2 separate regions of the Oryzias latipes genome follow, and region 2 is linked to region 1. The links are chromatin contacts, called in public Hi-C maps. All regions are on one chromosome and are shown on one strand. The core of a region is the stretch at or near the end of the contact, and the rest is flanking DNA. Distances in the headings are between cores, read along the strand shown. Region 1 has its middle 20 kb from the start of pmp22. Region 2 holds the start of LOC110017219 (protein ALP1-like).

Region 1 (7,106 bases), core at 3,167-5,666:
CTACTTGGAAGCAAAATAGTTTAGAAGTTGAAGAGTGAATCTGAACTGTCAAAAAACACTGGCAGTATAATGCAAGTTTATATTGAAGTTAAAAAAAAAACTAGTAACCCCTCTCTAGAGTTTTTTTTTTATGTATTTTTATGTGGTAAATCAAGTCCCATAGATACACATACAGTAAAAATCTATTTTGTTTGGGTTAACCGTTTCACAAAATCTGTGCTGTTTGTCATTTATAAGGAGAAAATGACGAGAAGACTGTGTATCTTTCTTCAAAGATATGTGTTTGATAGAAGTCAAAATGGCTATGAAAAAAACTGCTGGTTTGTGGAAGCCCCCCTGCAGGCCAGTTTAAAAGCTGCTCGCCATTAGTTTCTAGAAACTCTGTTGCACTTGCAGTTTGCAGCTGTAAATCATATGCACCCCCACATAAAAGAGCAGTCTGGACAATGTTCACACTGCCACCAGTCTCACAGGCCTCATCAAGCCCCTTGCTGTTCTGGGACCATCAGGACATCCCCTTTTCAAAACACACACAACCCACACAGGTCCTTTATGCTTCCTTTCTCTCCCAACAATCAAAGGCCATATGGCAAACATATTCCTATGGTTCACTGGCTTTTATGGTTGTTGCCTAAAGAATGGGCTGACGCTTGGTTTGAGGGACAAAATAATGTAGTTTCCTAAAGTCTATTAGAGAAGCTTTATTGCGGCCCACAGCAGGCCTGGACTGCAAGAACCATATTGGTTTTGTTTTTACAATTCTTCTTTCTTTGAGCAAAAATGTACCTCCCACCACAAAAAAAAAATCACAAAGTTTGCACACACCTCTTACCCAGCAAAAATGAATTTTTGACACAGCGAACGTGTAGGTTTTGAAAGGCGTTATTGTCGCAAGCTTGCAAAAGCAGCATTTCCCTGTTCTTTGCACATTTTTAATCGGAATACTGTGAAAATTTGATACACGAATCCTTGGCTTAAGCCTAATAAAACCACATGACCTAAATATATGATCATATCAGGAAAGTGGCCATGGTTAACAAAAACCTTGCCTGCCAAGGAAATCCAAATGTTTACTTTAGTAGATTCTTCTAAAAGTTTCGTAGATCTGTCCGTCACCACCAGACGACCAAAAAAATGAAATAGTTGCTTTGGAGAGAAAAAACAGAAGAAAAGTCACCGTTTTGAAAAATAAAGTGGTTTTATTTATGTATTTAACGCCACTTTCTAATATTGGTAATTAACGCTGTTCAATAGGGAAAGAGAGCAGGTGTGTTTTTTAGTTTTTTTCGAATAAACTTAAAGATGACCTGCTGAAGAGCTCATCACAACCTCCATGCTCTTTACTCCATTTGTTTATATGTCATTTCATCACTTGGGTGAGCTAATTGGGCTTCACCTAGCGATTCAACTATAATTAACCAGCCAGCAAAAAGGGATTGCATCCTGCTTGAAATATTTAAATCATGGAGGAAAGTGACTGTGGACTCCTGTGAAGTCCATGAAAGAGCGACCTCAACACAAAACGAAATGGTGCACAGTCTGCTGGAAAAACGATAAAGACGGCCGCCGGGGCGATATCACACTGGAGGTGTTTTTTTTGCAGAGGTGTTTTCCTCTGCTGACAGGGAGCAATAACTCAACAACATTTGGAAAACATAACTCGTCACCTAATGCTTCCCACTGATCCAGAACAGAACCACTGTTGACAACCTTTTGACCAGCGAGTTCTCCTTCTCACTACTGCACCATCAACCCAAAAGCACAATGACTGGTAACTCTATCTTTAAGGAATTTGAGGCCTCTTTGGCTCTTTCTTTTGGGATTGTGTGATTTTGGTCTTCTCTCATTTCTCTCTATGGAGGCTTTTTACAGCTTGCTGTAAGTCACTTGGACAGCATCCTGAACTGCGCCATTGACCTGCATCTGGACAGCATCTGAGGTCGCCAAAGTCATCCTGACAAGTGCTGCTGTATTTGAAAACGTTCTCCTTCATTTTGATGCCACGACAAAAGCAGGGGGGGGGGGGGGGGGGGGGGGCAACAGGAATGAAGTTTTAAAAAAGAAAAATTCAGACCTGAGAGTCCTGAACTGAGAATGTGATTTGAACTGGTGATGATTATCATTCAACAGCGTGAAACATTAGCTCCATGAAGTACTTGTCACCAAGGACTTTAGAAGATTCGTTCTGCGGCGTATTTAATACTGAGAAGATGGAAGCGCTTAGATGTCATTAGTTATTCCCTGCAGTCTGTCATTAAAAAACCATCCACTCCTTCTTTGCGCATTTATCTTACATTTTTTCGCACCTTCAAGTGACATGAACTAAATGAAATTGTCTGTTTTCAGTATCTCTAGAGGGTTCCAGTGAGGGATGAAGAGCAAAGAAAACATTAAATGCTTAAATAGAAAGACAAGTTAACAAAAACAGTAGTGGTTTTTGTAGAGCCTGATGTATAAGTATAGAAGAAAAGGGCACTTGAAACGCCTCGAATATGTGGTCTTAAACTATGTTCACAACAAATGTGATTTGTTTACATCGGATGCGTCTCTAAATTCCCTCTTTGATGCTTGTCCAAAATTGTGTTCTTTGTGCTCCTGACACATGTGGGAGGAGATACTGTTGAATGTTTTAAGCCTCATCGGTACTCCATTTCTCATTTACAATGCATGTAAGACAGAGATGCTGTTGGGAGATCAATCATTCATTAATTTATTAATTCATTCGTTCATTCATTCATTCCTTCATTCATTCATTTTCTAAACCCCTTTTTGTCCCTTTCGGGGTCACGGGGCTGCCGGAGCCTATCCCGGCCACTTGTGGGTAAAGGCGGTGGGACATCCTGGACAGGTCGCCAGTCTGTCGCAGGGCCACAATCACACACCCATGCATGCTCACATTCACACCTAGGGACAATTTAGAGTAAGCACTGAACCTATGAAGCATGTTTTTGGACGGTGGGAGGAAACCCACACCTGCACTGGGAGAACATGCAAACTCCACACAGAAAGGTCCCCCATTGATGTAATGTAAAATAATAATAAGAATCAAATTAGAGGACAGGTTTGTTATTGTCTCAATACAATAAAAAAAATGTCAGATTTTAAAATCAGACTCTCCTCCAGCCGCTGATCACATCATCTCTTGAAATTGAAACTGGATGCCACTGATGCACAAATGAGAACGAAGCTTTAGGAAGGAAAAGGGAGGTTTCAGACAAGAGATGAATTCTGCCACATTGATGTCAAAGATGATAAGACAGCGATGGCCAGAAGGGGACAGAAAGGAAATGCACAATGAAAGAGTGATAATTGATAACAAATTACCAAGTCATTAGTCTCAGGTGCAAGCTTCAGGACACACCATAAAAGCTGCATGCGGAGCTAATTGCACTGTTGGAGGTAAAGTCGCTGTGGGCTATTGTTCAGTGGCGTCTGCCTCCTCCAGTCTTGTAATTAAAGAAATCATTAAGATCCAGACAGATGGTGGAGAACAGCATCAGATAGTGACTATTGTGTCATCGGTCACAGGATGAAAGCTGTCATTACAAATGAGCACTTTTTTGCATATTCTGCACTTTTCACAGACAAATATCCTCCCACAGATAGCGTGATCGCACCACTGTTTGCATCTTTTTTTTTTACTTCACCACATGACTCAAGGGAAACAGAATGAAGAGACTAATTAGATCCAAGTGATGCCAAACCACTTAACTCCACGATAACTGCTACTGCCTCTGGCATTACATGTGTTTTTAAGGAATCCATACATGTAGGTCTCTTTCTTTGTATGCTCTGGAAAAAAAATCCATAAGAAACGCATTCATAGGTCTAATTGCAACAGATATGGCCTTCATCTTATCACAAAGAAACGTTACTGACTGTATCAAGGATTGTTGATGATTTTCATGCTTTTCATTGATGCTGAATCAATGAGAGCCCATTCTCATCTGAGCTAATGGCAAATACAGTGGGAGGAGGCTGAAAAGTGTTTCTCATTACAAATAAATGACTTTTAATGAAGTCCTGTCTCATTAAATCTGTTTGTGGAGTGATCCTTGCTCTGCTTCTTGTTCAGTTGCGTGACCTTTTGGACTCAGACCCAGTGGTTTGTTTTGTGGTTTTTCTATGAAGTCAGCAGCTCTGCATCTGTCATTCCAGGCCCACACATGTACAGTCAGCAAGGGGAGAACAGTGGAGGTGGAAAAAAAATAAGAGTGATAGGTAAAGTTATGGGAAACATTTCTTACAAAAATTGGACTTTCCCCATTGAGGGACTGCTCCCACAGGCCTCATCATGGGCCTTCCCCAAGACTGCTCCATGCTCCCCTCGGGTCCCAGCATAGCCTGCAGGAGCTGGTGACGAATGCCTGCCAGAGCAACCCCCTCACTGTCTCTGTGCAGGGACCCTGTTAAGTAACTCAATGGTCATTATACAGGACCTAAAGCAATGCATGTCCCAGATGATCCTGCCTCTGTGGCCTCAGTTCACCTCTTTATATGCAAATGGACAAAAATAAAGCTGCCCAACGCGCTTATTTGCAACAGCTTGGCTAATCAGCGGGGAACTCTGTGGCTGCTGTGGTCCTGCTCAGCAGGAACTCCATGCTATCAGGATGGCTTCTAATAATGAGTAGACAACAGAGATATCTGGTTCTCATCCCAACAACTTGGTTAGCACCAGTTGTGTCCACCAACATAAAACACAACAGAGATGCCATAGCTTAAAGCAGCTTTGATTCTGAGGCTTCAACCACACCATCAAATATTAAGGTGGAAATTTTACTAAAGAATGGAAACGCTTTTTCATTGTATGTACTTTCACTTTTTATTTCCCTTATTTTCTTTTGGTATGTATAGTTTTTCTCTGGTAACTTTTATGTAAACTGCTTTATAGTTCATATTATTGAGAAATGTAAAGGTTTGTTGCTCTTGCTGTCCCCCTATTACACCTTTTTTTTTTACCTGCATTCGTTAGCTGAGCTGCTCCGACGGGCCCTTCACTCTCCTCCTCTGGGTTTGCCACCCTGGTCTGAGCTGAACGTGACAAATTCATGAAAAAAAACAACAACACTTTTTTAGATACACGGTTTTACCTGTTGGGTTTATCTCCATATATATATATATATATATATAGTTTATGAATTGTTTTGAAGAATAAGAAGTAAACAATAGGATTTCCTTAGCTTGGATTTTTGCTAACCACGCCCACATTCCTCATATGTTCATATTGTCATTTCACGTCAATTGAGCTAGGGATTCATGTATTCATCTTTTACAATATTTCGGTAAAAAATGTGGCGGGAAAAAGGGAAACTTTTGCAGGCTTGCCACGCTAACACTGTTTCAAATATACACTTTATTTCCAACAGTTTTTTTCACCAAGTAGCTTCCCATGATGTATGAGGAGTTAGATGGTAATAGTTCAAAAATCTGTAGGAGTTTGTAGAAGGTACTACAGACAACTGTTTTTGTTTTGTTTTTTTTAATTTAAGAATTTCTGATCAAAGGCTCAGTAAGAAAAAAAAAAACTGAAAAAACAATATGGTCCTTGCAGTCTAGGACTGCTGCATACCATGATAAAATAACTTATTTAGTGAAGAAATTTATTGACTGCCAAAATGACATATGCTAATGTTAGTATAAAGCCATGAAGATTTAATTTTTCTACATCAAAGACCAAAAGTGTCCTAATCCACAACAATCAACTCAATGAAACCAAGTTTTCTTTGAAAGTTCCATCAAATCAGTCATTTTGTCATTAATGAGCTGGGGTTAAAACATGTTTTCTAGATCGGAGGGGGTTGAAACTCTGTCAAACTCTTACTGTGACCGGATTGGTTCACAAAAGATTCCCTTTTACTTCTTTAGGTCTCGGTCTCCCATCCGAGCCCAAACAAACTCTAAATCTGGACTGTTTTTATTTGCAATAAAAGATGTCGGCTCTACTGCTGACTTTTTCAAATATTCTTTTACTTTGGAACGATTAAGAAAACTTGCGGAAAAAGGATCTAATTAAGGCTAGCAAGCTGTCCTTCTGCTCTTTCTATCTTCTGTGTTGAAGTGCTAAAACGCCTTCCGTCACATAAAACCAACGTGAAGCACATCAGCTCTTAAAATCTGTACTCAGAGGCCAACAACTCCACCTGTGTTTCCAAAAGTGCCTGCACTTCACTAGCAATTATGCTTGAAAGTGAGCATTATGTGTCATTAAAGTAAAAGTTGTGTAAATCAAAAACATGCACTCATTTCAAGGAAATGTGCGTTCGACTGGAACTGTGATGGATTGAGAGTGCTTGTCACCCTCACCTCAAACCCACAGACGGCCTACCAGCATGTGGCCTTGGCTTAGATTATTGTGCTATTCAAAAAGAGCTGGAGCCCCATCAATCTTTGCTTGTCAAAATGCTAAAACCTGGCGTGCCCATAAAACAGCAAAAACAATTAGCACTTATCAGAAATTAGCTCAAGAAACCATGGATCGGGCTTGATGAAGAGCGTCTGGGAAATCCAAACGAGAATCATTAGCTGAGACTAAAACACGTGCCATTGGAAGGGGCATGACTGCACTTCGTATAAGAGGACCAACGCTTAAAATGTGCTTTGCTGATGGGACGCAGCAACCTAAGGACCCTTAATGATCACCCAAAGATGTCCAACAAATCAATGTCACAACACTCATGACACTTTTTTAACAAATTATGGCCCAATCAGAGGTAATAGGCCTTGGAGTGTAAAATTTATTGCCATGTGGATTTGATTAAGCTTAGCAAAGAGTCAGTGCAGCACTGTTTTAAGGTAACCATGGAAAAAAGGAATTCTGCTTCAAAGTATAGAAGCTTTATTGAATATGTTTTTTTATTTTTCCTTTTTTCATGCAGGTTTTCATGCAGCCATTTTCATAAAAAGATTACTCCTGTGGGTGAACAGTTAAATTTTAGGAGTGGTGAAAGTACTGCATGTTAACCCGTTGGGTTGCACGTGTTAAAAAACCAATGCCAGCCTTAATCCTCCTCTCCACCCACAAGCGCACTCACTTTCTTTCCTTTTGTCTGTGCAAAACACTGCAGAATCAGAGAGTGCATTGACCGACCCTTAAGCGGGAGCAC
Region 2 (7,106 bases), core at 3,115-5,614, 400 kb after region 1:
AATAGGTTTGAACTAATTGCTTGTTTTTAAACATATTTTATTACTTGACCTATATTAAAAAAGTATGTTGTTTGGGTTTTTGGTTAAAAAACAAAACACAAGTAACAATTTTTTTGCAAAACTGCTGTGGACTTATAAAATTTTGCAGAAAGTTAAAAAAAACAACAATAAATGATAAGTACAGTTCTAAACTGTAAAGGTGTATAAAAGTCCAGGCGAAGTCTTCAAAGACAGTAAAAAGAATCATTTTGTGTAATGATTCCAAGATAAAGGTGTGATAAAGTCAGAGCTCTTTTATTTGAAAAAGAGTGAAGGCTTTTTCAGACAAGAGATGATACAAAAAGTTATGAAAGGATATAACAAATCTTTCGACCATGATAGGAAAATTCACAAATAAAATAAAAAGCCCAAACACTTACAACATACTAAAGTACACAAAAATAAAAAGGATAATTCCATCAAAGGGAAATAAATGTGTTTGAAACAGTTCTAGTATTGAAAATGTAAGGTTTAAGTTAAGGAATCAATCTTAGAGCTTTATGATAAAGTTTAACATATAATTTGTTGCCAGTGCCAAATTGACAAAAAAGGGAGCATAATACCACTGTCCTGTCTTTAAAGAAAAACCTTGATCTTGTTTTAAAATAAAAGCCTGTTGTACTTAAAAGAGTGTGTGCTCGGATTAAAAAACCAGTTAAATAAAAAACTGTCATCTGCATAAAAATCACATTTTGGATTTAATACAGTTTGTTGAATGTTCCTGCATGAGGTGCAAAAGTCGGGGTACACCCTAGATTTCTCTGTATGGATTACATCAGTCTGCACACAATCAGTTTGTAGATTGCCCCTGTTAAAACTTGATATTTATAGACAGGAACAAACAAAAAAATATAGGAGGTCTCTGTACAAGCCCCTATCCTTGGTTAGTTCATAAATTTCAATGGCTTCTCAGAAGACAACGGATCCAAATGAAGTCTGTGGAACAGCAAAATATTGGAATTGTAGACAACAAATGAAGTTATTATCATTATATGTAAGCATGCATGTGTTAGCAGTGAATAATTTCCAAGATTTCCCATAGAAACAACTATAGTATAGAAGAAACTACAAGACAAAAGTAACCTCCTTTTCTTGTATGCTTTTGTTTTCATCAAGGCCCTCAGATTTTGGTAAAGTTCATCTACTGAAAATGAGAAGCTGCCTTGCTGTAACAGTCCATGGATTTGAAGTCAGAGAGCAGTCCCACTTGGTGTATCCAATTCGCCGTGCTGTATTTGTTTGTCAGTGTGTTTGGACCCATCTTTAACTAGACACAATTACTGAATTGTGTTTCTGTTATCTGCCTCCTTTTGTTTTGTGACCACTTTTGCTCAAGATCTAAATGTTCACATGAGGACAGAAAGACATGTGGATCTTGTTAGCCGTGTGAGTCAAAGCTGTTCTACAACCCAGAGAGTTGATATTTCTTTCCTGGGTTGCTGTCATTACTCTGCCAGGCCATGATTTTGCTCAGTGGGATCTTTAATCAATCATGGATTCATTTCTCCAACCATTTTGGTGGAACTCCACCATATTCTGTTTTTTAGTTGATCCTCTTTAAAACACTGTTGTTGCCTTATTCCTTGAGGTTTTCCATCTGATGCTTGTTAGACCTGGTAACTGAGTGCCTACGCTGCTCGGGGGCAAGTCTGCCACCAGTCTGAGCTGCATGCAAATATAGAAGTGAAGATTGGGATTTGGTTAATCGCATCTTTCACCATGACTGGCCTGAACTGACCTAGCTTTGAGAAGATGGCACTCGTTGTTGGTAGATGCTACTTGCTTCAACCAGATTCTGACACAGTATGACAAAAAGGGAAAAATTCATTTGACGTGTGAACTAACATGCAAATATGCATCTTTAGAGATGAAAATCCAGGCAGGTTTAAGGTCAGCTGCAGCAAACAGGGTCATCTTTTGCTGTTTTTAAGCCCCTTGCTTCCAACCCTTTCGACCTCTCTTCACCATAAGGGGGTTAACTGTCAATTCTTTCAAGCTTCTTCTCATACATAAATAAATCTGTGCTCCCTCCCCCTTTCATAGTTAACTCTAAGGTCTACTCAAGGGAGCAGAAGGTCTAAGAGCATTCCTCCATGAAGACTTTCTCCTTTCGAACTCGGCTTTGATTTTGCACTCTTAATCCCCCCTGCAGCTCAGCTGCGTCTGGACAAGAGACTCCACACCTGATGAAACAATAGTGGGGGCTGTGCTGCCTAAAGAAGCTAAAGTGAACTTGGGAGGAGGTGCCAGGGTGGGGATTGTCTTACTGCTTCACACCACCACAGTAGAAAAGAAACAGCCATTCTCCTCAGTTTTCTGCGCATATTAGCAGCAGTGTTGCCTGTGAAAGAAGAGGATCTCCCTAAGTGGACTCGGTTTCCCCTCAAAAACCCTTTTGTTATTCACAAGTGCCGGTGCTGTCAAAGCCGGGACAGTCCTCTCCCTGATCTTCAGCCACGTCACTTTTAATGATGCCCCTGAGGCACCGGGGCCCGGAGGGCAAGTGGAAAGTCTCTGAATGGGACTAACTCTGCTCCCTGTGGTGATGTGCACAGAAGCACATCTGAAGCTCAAATCATTGCTTGATTGATTTAATGGTGTTTTTCCTAAATCCACCAGTTAATTTTGGAAACATTAGTGATTGATTGTGATCTTGATAAAAAAAAAGATTATAAAGGGACAAGTACACTGTGGCAGTTACATGTGAAGCATAACTCAAAAAATGTGTCTGTCTTTAGTTTATATAAGTGAAAAAAGTTATAGATAATAACTAGTTGAACAATGTAAATAAAAATGCAAAACATAAACATATATTTGGCTAAAATAAAACTTTATGACAGAATATTACGTGTTTTGAAAAAAGTTTAATCATTTAGTTTGGGGGTAAAAATGAAGTCTTGCTTCAGCTTCTAAACATGTGGTGCAATACTGACCCCAAGTGTACTGGTAAGGAAACATGTTAAAATGTGAAGTAAATCCAATAATCCAAAGCAAATTGGAGTGTTGTGACAGAGTTATAGTTATGTGATAAAGAAAATTATGACATATTTTACATAACGTATTCCCTTTATGACTATACTATAACAGTTCCACACAAAAAAAACACTTGTTATTTCTGAGAGACCGTTTTTGTAGGTGCAGAGTCTTTAACGACAGAAACTCTCCATTCATACCCTGCAATATGCTTCAAACAACTTATTCCAATGAAAAGTCTATGTAAATGCTTGTTTAGGACTTTCACATTAAAAACTCGTGTGTTCATGCGAGTTTCTATTACTGTTTTCAGGCACCACATACACAATACGTGGCCATACGCGGTCATAAAAGGCAAACCCGATTAAACTTTGGCAATTCAGGGACTCAGATTAGGTAATGACACATGGATGAATTCCCTTTTAATTCATGGAAGTACCAACCTTTTAAAAATTGATCAGGGAGGAGAAATTAATAATTGCGGTTTGTGTCTGGGAAGAATTATATTACACCAAGTCTTTCAAATATCGAAATAAAAGAAAAAATCATAAATACATCTTCTACATCTTTTGACTTAGTTCAGAATCGGGACACATGTTTTGGACCTCGTATGATGATTATTATCCACTAAGGCTTTTTGCTCTTTAATCTGGATGGTTATGATAGAAAAAGTTCATTAAAGCATCACATGAGCTCAGAAGTCACTGAATGTTTAAACCTGCAAACAATTGAGGGATTTGTACTGAAATGGTGTGAGAGACTGAAAGCTGCTGTGTATGAATGTTTGCCACAGATCCAGAATGAGTGATCAACGGAGCTCTGAACTGTTGACCGATATTAGAAGGATTATTGAGGGGATGGAGTGGGAGGAAGCACTCTCCATGAATGATCCTGGTGATGGTCAGAGGGATTGTACGCCTCTACCATCAATAATGGACACACTGTAAGTGCTTTGAGCGTCTGGAAAATCGCAGATAAATCCAATTCCTTATTATTATCTTCCATGCTTTCTCCCGCTATTCTCTGAATCCCTGGTATTTCTCCAGTTTCTCATGTTCCTTCTTTTTGAGGCAATACCACCACATTCACCTAAGCGGCTCTCCTCTGTTCTTTATCCAATGCAATGTTAAGGCCCGTACACACCGGGACGAATATTCGCCAGGCGTTATTCGCCAGCGTTTTTCGCCACGTTTTTTGTGTTCACACCCAGGCGATTTTCGCTGACGATGAGCCGAGCGAACATGCAATTTCATTCCCTGACATTAGATGGCGCTTAATGTAAAACAGAAATACTCCTGAACACAAGGTGGCGCTGCACAACTTTATGCTTCCTAAAGTCGCTTTTCACTAAGAAGAAGAGAGCCTGTATTTACGCGCTTGTCAGAATCAAACAAAGAAAACATGGATATTTCAAGCACCAGTAGCTCCAGTTCCAGTTCCAGCGATGAAGAAATTATTGTTCTGTTGAATGCTGAAAGACGCCGGAAAAGACGCCGATTTTGGGTACATCCCATAAATACGAGAAGAGAAGAACATGGGGAGTTTTATCGACTGATACAAGAGCTGAAAATGTATCATGAGCGTTTTCGGGGATATTTTAGAATGTCCGTCAGTGAGTTCGAAAATTTACTTCAACAACTGGCTCCCTCGCTGACGAAAGAACAGACACACTACCGTAAACCAATCGACCCAGAACAGCGTTTGGCCGTGTGTTTACGGTGAGTTCGTTTACATTGTTATTCACTTCAATGAATGTTGTAAAAACATATGTTAAGTGTTGTTAAAAACTAGTATTTGTCTATTTCTATTTCAGTTTTCTAAGCACTGGGGACTCGTACCGCACTATTGCGTCCAGCTTTCGACTTGGTGTGTCAACTGTGGCTTCGATAGTGAGAGAAACCTGTGATGCATTGTGGCACTGCCTCAGAGATGAACATTTGCCTGTGCCTACTGAAGAGATGTGGAGGAGTACAGCCAGGAGATTCCATGAAAGATGGAATTTCCCTAACTGCTTGGGAGCCATGGATGGGAAACGCATATCCATCCAGGCAACTGCAAACTCTGGTTCTCTCTACTTTAATTATAAAGGTACATTCTCCGTTGTCTTGCTGGCCTTAGTTGATGCAGATTACCGCTTCCTGATGGTTGATGTGGGGAGCTATGGCAGCAACAGTGATGGAGGAATCTTTGCCAATTCTGGACTAGGAAAGGCACTCAGAGATGGAACTCTGAATGTTCCCCCACCAAGTGAACTTCCAGGTGCTCCTGAGCTCGGAAAAGTTAACCATGTCATTGTAGCAGATGAAGCTTTTCCGCTGAAACCATATCTCCTCCGGCCATACCCTGGACGCCGCCTCCCCACAGACAAGAGAGTTTTCAATTATCGTTTGTCTCGGGCACGGCGCATCTCTGAAAATGTATTTGGCATCCTCAGTCAACGCTTCCGGGTTTTCCAAAGAACTTTACAGGTTCAACCAAGTGTTGTTGACAAAGTTGTCAAAGCTGCTTGTGTATTGTGCAATTATTTGCGCCCGAAAGGAGAAGACCAGAATCATGCCACAGAAGATGACCGTGATTGTGAGCAACCACTACAAGGCTTTGAACATTGTAGAGGGCAGCGGGCATCTGTGGAGGCCCAAAATGTCCGAGAACTGTACAAAGAGTACTTCAACTCACCAGCAGGAGAAGTTGCTTAGCAGTATGAACATGTGAACCATGCTCTGGGGAACAGATGATATCAACCTGAAAATTTGAGCCATTTTAATTATATTTTCCATTGTGAAAACCGCTAGTGTATGTGTATATATGCAATTTCTTTGAACTTGAATACACTATCAAATCTATTGCATCTGATTCTTCATTAATTAATATGGCAGCACTCACCACAACAAATTAAACATTTTTGATATATGTTCTAGCAAAGTTAAAGCGTGTTTTTTTTGTAAAATGTAAAGTAATTTGGTCACTTCAACATATACTTATTTACAACTAAATGTAAGGTGTACGTTTTAAAGTGTGTCATTTTAATAAACATTTTTACTAGCTTTTTCTTTAAGATGTTCTCATTCCCTGCACAATGCTGTGCCCATAATAGTTATGTTCCTGTAGATGTTGCCTATAAATGCAGTGACTCCATAATTGGGCACATAGCTATTTCAATAAGAGGTCACGAATACTTATGTCCAAAAATATGCAAAATCTCAAAATGCTACATTACTTTCAAGACACTGATGCACAATTTCTTTAGGAAAAATGAAACGTTTTATTTTAAATGAACTATGATGAGCTGCAAGAACAATCACAAAGAATGTAAACAAAGGAGCGTGCAAATAAGTCACAATGACTGCAGTGCAAATGAAGAGTAGTGCAAATAAACATTTATGAAATAGCTATTTATAAATAAATTTCCTGAATATAAAACAAAAAAAGACAGAATTAAAATGTATACAGTAAAAATCTAGGGTTGCCATGACGTAGAGCAGCCATAGTTTGGTGGGGTCTGCGGGGGGAGCTGGTGGTAGGACACCGGTGAATGCTGCGGAAAAACAGCAGAAGAGGCCTGGCCAAACTCAGCATCATGCAATAGCTGATGGATTCTGAGTTTGACCGAAGACTGTACAGCTGGGGACAGTCTTCTTCATGTTGGTATTAAACCAATAGCAAACAGATAATTTTCACCGTTTAGTTGTTCTCTTCTTTGCTCTCTGCGTTCCTCTTTTTCTCTTCTCCGTTCCTCTTTCTCATTTTCCCTCGCTTCCTTTGACAAAAGGTACCGGTCCAACAAGTCTGGTGTCTCAGGCCTTTTTCTTTTGTTACAAGTAGTAGGCTTCACAGTTGTGGCTGGAGGAGGTCGATCCTGAGGATGTGCTTGCCGATGCTTCTCTGTCGCTGACATCTTCATTAATTACCACTTCATCAACCCCTTCATCCGTATTTTCCTGGGAAATATTACTGTGGACACTGTAAAGACAAATTCAGTTTACATCAGAAACAAGAACTCACACTGTGGGCCATGCCACACTTCATACCCATTTTGACAAAATACCCCAGAGCTTAATGTTTAAATAATTTTGTTTAGATTCATACTAATTTAA

The links. Hi-C and Micro-C count contacts between places; a contact is called where the count stands out from the background.
Region 2: a Hi-C map of embryo shows a contact between it and region 1, with 2.7 times the contacts expected there. The contact joins the promoter of LOC110017219 here to the enhancer-like site in region 1. A contact is called at or near these places in 2 of 5 Hi-C or Micro-C datasets (embryo and fibroblasts).

The regions. Positions count from the first base shown.
Region 1 is chr19:15,074,940-15,082,045 of ASM223467v1, forward strand. No RefSeq gene overlaps it. Among protein-coding and RNA genes, the nearest start is that of pmp22, 20 kb to the left of the region's middle. Within about 2 kb of position 4,417, at least 3 of the 8 cell types and tissues checked have an H3K27ac peak or open chromatin away from gene starts, as enhancers often do. A contact at or near this core is called in embryo, where this site is marked.
Region 2 is chr19:15,470,308-15,477,413 of ASM223467v1, forward strand. It overlaps LOC110017219 (protein ALP1-like), which reads left to right and starts at 4,365. Exons shown (of 2, transcript XM_023949777.1): 1 at 4,365-4,730; 2 at 4,826-6,396. The coding sequence starts at 4,414. The coding sequence ends at 5,708. It also overlaps the pseudogene LOC101164420.